Linked DNA regions of Sus scrofa: region 2 is linked to region 1. Evidence: chromatin contacts called from public HiChIP or PLAC-seq data. All regions are on one chromosome and are shown on one strand. Each heading gives the region's core, a stretch centred on a gene start, on an enhancer-like site or on the middle of the called end of the contact. The rest is flanking DNA. Distances are from core to core; before and after follow the strand shown. Region 1 holds the start of YPEL2 (protein yippee-like 2). Region 2 has its middle 96 kb from the start of DHX40.

Region 1 (2,700 bases), core at 72-2,571:
CCGTCAAAGAGAGAAAAACCACCACTTGGATAAAGGCACCCAGAGAGGTCAGTGGCCAAGGAGGATGAACTTGAAGCAGTGAGAGGTTGGGGCTGCCCCTCAGCACCAGTTCCTGGGAGGTACTCGCTGGAGAGGCCCCTACATTCCGGCGGGCAGGAGAGCACTCGCGCCCACCCCCTTGGCAAGGGCACTGGGGAGGCGCCGGGAAGCGGCCAGGCAGGAACTCGGCTGCGGTTACCTCGGCCCGGAGCTGGCCAAGCGCTCCTGGGAGTTTCGAGGGCGGCCAGTCCCCCGAAGGCGGGGGCACTGAGGGCGGCGCCCCCAGATCCAGTGTCTCCTGCGGAGACTTAGCGTCCTCGGAGACAGAAAACGCCCGTAGTCCCTACCCTGCCCCCCACGGAGTTTGAACTACGGGAACTACGCTAAGGAAGCAGCAGCAACTGAGTCTCCAGGTTCCCTCCACCCTACCCTCGCCGCCTAGCCGCGCGCCCCAGACTAGCCTGGCTCGCCACACAGGTCCTCAGCCCCGACCGGGGAACCCGGGCCACCTGGGCTCCCGCCGCGGGCCGCCGCCTGAGCTCCGCAGTGTTTGTAAACAAACCGGTCACGTGGCCCCGGCGGCCTGCTCCCCGCCCCCTGAGCCCGCGGCCCCCCGGGGAGACCCCCCCCCCAGCCAGACCCCGCCTCGGCTGCGAGGGGCAGAGGGCGCCGCGCGCTCTGGAGAAGCCGGGCCGCAGGAGCCACGGGACCTGAGCCCAGTGCCCGGGGCCGGGCGCCCGAACTGACAGCGCGTCCCACGCCCACGCACGCCCGGCCCGCGCAGCGCTCGCATCTGCTTACCCGGCAGCAGGCAGCCCCGTCCGGCCAGCGCTGAGCTCGGCTCCGCGGGGGTGCGCAGCAGCGAAGGACCGCCCGGCCGGATCCCGGGCTCTGGGCGCGCTCTTAAAGCCACAGTCTCCGCCACTGCCGCCGCCGCCACTCCGCATCCCTCCGGGTTGGGGCCGGGGGCTGCCCGGTGACGGACGCACCCCCGCGCCTATCCCCTCGGCTCAGCACATAGCAACACGTCGCGGGTTGGCTCGGCCCGGCCGCAGCCCATCCGCCCTGAGCCAATCAGCGAAGGACGGAACTCCGCCCCCTGCTTCCCCTACCTCCCACCCCCCACACCCCCACCCCTCGGGCCCGGCCGGGCTTGGGTGCGGGGAGTGCGGCGGGTGCCCAGTCTGGCCCGCTGAGGCTCAGCCAGTGGAGCCTGTCCAAGCAGGGCAGCTGGCCGGCGCAACAGGGAGAAAGGGTGATGTGGTTGGGTAGGCTCTCTCGGCGCCCAGGAGGAGACCGTTTATTTGAGTTTGGAGTTTGTCCCCAGGTCAAGGCTGGGATTTTCAGAACCCGGGGAAGGGAGAGGAGAGGCTTTACAGTGCTTCTCCTACTTGGGGCGGCCAAGAGAGTAACTCCCGGCTCACGCCTTAGCCATCCCTAACTCAGAGTCTAAGTTACCTGAAAAGGCTCTCGGGACCCGCAGGAGTTGAGTTTAATAAAGATGGTGACAGCCCGACAGGACCCTAGCCAGGCCCTACTCAAAAGCGAGGCATTTCCCCCTTTTCTCTCTGCTCTGCTTAAATGTAGCTAATTAAAAGTGGGAAAGACACATTCGGGGGACTTATAAGGCAACTAGCCCCCAATTGCTGGCGATTTCCCGATGCTTTTGGAGAGAAATGATTCGCCCAGGAGAATAGGATGGTCAGTGACCACAGGGGAGGCACCCACGTTCTGGGTCAGTGGAGTGGTGCTTTTCAAGGAAGAGAAGGTTAAAAAACAGCCCAGGGCAGTCAGGAAATCTAGGGAGGCACCAGGTGGGTGGGGTGGGACAGTCTCCCAGCAAGAAAACAGGTCAATTTCGGAAAGAATGCTGTCAGGGATCAGGGGCAGAGAGCAGCCCAGCCTTTTCAGCTGCCCACTGTGGTTCTGCAGTCCCTCAGAAAGCAGTAGGAAGCCCCATGTTTTATTGAGTTGCTGTCAGAATGTGAGATGTTTCCGGAGGTGCTGCTGACTTCAATCTCCTTCTACACACTGGTTTGCTCATAAAGGGAGAATGGCACTGGGGTAGGTCCCCAGATGCCTCAAACCAGGTACCCAGGTACCGGAACTCCACCCAGCTGTCTTTAAAATAGATGTGATTCAGTTAATATACTTTGTGTTCAGATTGTATTCAGTTAATACATATTGCATGGTTTGATATGAATCCAGTCCTAATGTTAGTAAAAAACAAACAAACAAAAAAAACCCCATCAAATCTGCAGTTCTCTGTAAGCAGGAACAGGTCACTGTTCACAAGCAACAAACTTGGAAAATCTAAAACAGAAAAAAAAATGCTTTTCAGATAAGAAAAATTCATGACCAAGAAAGGTTTAATAATTAATCTTTAGAGGTGGTAGATTCTTTAGGTGATCCAGAGCTTGATTTCTGCCCTGATCTGCCATGTGGGCATATTTCTTTATCTCTCTAGGCCTTAGTTTCCACTGTTTAAAACAAAGATTGAAATAGGATCATCTCTAAAGTCCCTTCCCCCTCTAAAATCTAAGCAGGGCCAGGAAGTCAAACTTGTTACAACATTTCAGGCTATATTCTCCTAGTGAATATTGGTGTTGCCAGATCACCTCTTCCCATCAGTGGATGTTGCTTTAGTTTAGCATCCTAGGA
Region 2 (2,700 bases), core at 39-2,538, 110 kb before region 1:
CCCCAAAAAAGAAATGCATTATTGGAGTTCCCTTGTGGTGCAGAAGATTAAGGATCTAGTGCTGTCACTACAGCAGCTTGAGTTTGATCCCTGGACCAGGAACTTCCACATACAACACACATCTTGAGAGGGTATAAAAGAATGATTACAGGATTTCCCATTGTGGCTCAGCAGAAATGAATCCGACTAGCATCCATGAGGACGCAGTTTCGATCCCTGGCCTCACTCAGCGGGTTAAGGATCTGGCGTTGCCGTGAGCTGTGGTGTGGGTCGCAGACAGGACTCAGATCTGGTGTTGCTGTGGCTGTGGCGTAGGTCAGTGGCTGCAGCTCCAATTTGACCCCTAGCCTGGGAACTTCCATATGCTGTGGGTTCAGCCCTAAAAAGCCAAAAAAAAAAAGAAAAGAAAAAGAAAAAGAAAAAAAAAAAAAAAAAAGGATTACAGTTAAGAGGGTTCAGCCCAGACAATCTTCCTATGAGTGGCGAGATATTGATAAGTATATGTGAATGAAGAGGGAAAAGACAGGGAAAGCCCTTTCTAGTGGACAGATGAGGGGTAAACTGTAAATTCCAGGCAGTGGCTTACAGATACTTTATTATCTTATGCATGTCTCCAGACTTTCATTGGTTCCCTCTAGCATGTCACACACTGCAGTGGCTGCACACACATATAACCACATCTCATGCTACATATTTTGGATTAATCATGGGCATTCTTCAAATGTGCTCACCAATATGCAAACATTTTTTTTTCTTTGGATTCAAAAAGTCAGATCCTCAACACAACACTGTAAATCAACCTACTTCTCAATAAAATTTTTTTTTTTTAAATGGGGGGAGGCAGTTCTTCACCCTTTCTTGTGTAGTTGGCTGTGACTCTGGCTCTTCTTTAAAAAAGGAAATTCCTTACATGCGTGCCCTCCTCAGTTGCTAGAGCCTTTCTAAAGTGGTGCAAATCTCTGCAAAGCTCTTAATCAGATCTCATAAACGATTAGCCCAAATGTGTTTTCAGTTTCTAGATAAAGTTAATCATCCTTGAAGGGCAGGAATTAACATGAAAATGGGGAACTTCGTGGTTCCTCTGTCTGTCTAGATTTAGTTTGCCAAGCAAACGCGGTTGCACAGAAGATGAAATGCAGAGTTTCAGGGTTTACTTTCCAAATAAGCTGGTATGATTGTAATCCGATCCTCATCACAAAGGTATCTGAAAACCAGAGTTGTGCTAGAGGTGAAACGGTGAGAATAAAATGGAGCGTGTGAGAGCGCCCCCAGTGGATGCCTGTGGGAAAGCACACAAGGAGACCCGACCCTCCCACAGCTTTCTAAAGCGCCACAAGTAAACTGGAGAGTCCAGTAGAGAAATATGATCATAATGAGGAGATAATACCCTTTAAATAAGTCCTTAGAATTCCATCATAAGCTCAAGGACTCAGTCTCTCATCTGAGCTCTATGGCAGGTCACTGAGATCAGGATGGGGCCCTGAGGCTGTCCTGGTGGGTGCTGCCCTTTGGCTTCAGAGCTACAAATTCCTCTCTGCCCAGCAACACTCTGGCAGGGAAGGCCGGATTGCCCAGGAGCAGCTGACTGTTCATCTCTGTCAGAGCCTATCAGCCAGGAGCTTGTCACCAGCTGCCCAGCACACCCGGGGAAAAATGGTTCCTGTATTCACAGAGATAATTTGAGTGGATAGGAATAGCATCAGGGAAGAGAATGGCATCACCAAATCAATACTTGAGCTTTACAAATGAATGTCTTGGCTCTGGCTCTCAGTTTATATTCAAGAGGCCATTGCTCCCAGACAAAGACGCTAAATGGAACAGACATTTCGCTCCAAACAACAGCAAATTCCCTCTTCTTAATGAGGAGTCAACAAGAGACCTGACATATTAAAGAAAATTCATTTAGGAGCTCCCCCTATGGCTCAGCAGGTTAAGAATCTGACATGGTGTCTGTGAGGATTCAGGTTAGATCCCTGGCCTCGCTCAGTGGGTTAAAGATCCAATGTTGCTTTGAGTGTGGTGTAGGTTGTAGATGCAGCTCAGATCTGGCATTGCTGTCGCTGTGGCATAAACTGGCGACTATAGCTTGGTTTCGACCCCTAGCCTGGGAACTTCCATATGCCATGGGTGTGGCCCTAAAAAGAAAAAAAAAAAAAAAAGAAAAAGAAAGGGAAAAAAGAATGACTCTATACCCATGTTCATAGCATCATTATTCACAACAGCTAAGACATGGAAGAGACCCAAATGTCCACTGATGGACAAATGGTAAACAAAATAAAATATATACAGATAATGGAATATTATTTAGCCTTGAAAAGGAAGGACATTCTGATAAAGCTACAACATGGATGAAGCTTGAAGACATTATCCTAACTGAAAAAACTGATCACAAAACCACAAATGCTGTTAAACTGAAGCCGGACCTGTGGGGCTCCTAGGCATACAAGCCTTTCTGTGTCCCCTATTTTCTGCTTTTGGGGAATAAGCCTCAGCTTCCACGACCTTCCCTGAGTTTCAAAGGACATGTTCAAACAGTAGCTAATTAGGGAAGGGAGGGGCTACAGAGCCTAGTGAGGAACAGTCTAGAAACAGAACAGCCTTGGGGCAGGGTCCTGGTTTCTCCTTAGGAAATATATATAACAATATCTTTGAGTTCTTCTGCAGAAGTAAAACAAATGAAAACAAGAGAGGAGGACCACC

What was found. HiChIP or PLAC-seq counts read pairs in DNA pulled down with a chosen protein or histone mark.
Region 2: a contact with region 1 is called in an H3K27ac HiChIP or PLAC-seq map of skeletal muscle. The contact joins the enhancer-like site here to the promoter of YPEL2 in region 1. A contact is called at or near these places in 4 of 5 promoter capture datasets (fetal liver, liver and skeletal muscle), 14 of 47 Hi-C or Micro-C datasets (alveolar macrophages, embryonic fibroblasts, epiblast stem cells and 8 more) and 2 of 2 datasets of contacts at active chromatin or transcription factors (alveolar macrophages and skeletal muscle).

The regions. Positions count from the first base shown.
Region 1 is chr12:35,571,769-35,574,468 of Sscrofa11.1, reverse strand. It overlaps YPEL2 (protein yippee-like 2), which reads right to left and starts at 1,321. Exons shown (of 5, transcript XM_003131686.6): 1 at 841-1,321.
Region 2 is chr12:35,684,674-35,687,373 of Sscrofa11.1, reverse strand. No RefSeq gene overlaps it. Among named protein-coding and RNA genes, the nearest start is that of DHX40, 96 kb to the left of the region's middle. Within about 2 kb of position 1,288, at least 13 of the 83 cell types and tissues checked have an H3K27ac peak or open chromatin away from gene starts, as enhancers often do. A contact at or near this core is called in alveolar macrophages, retroperitoneal adipose tissue and skeletal muscle, where this site is marked.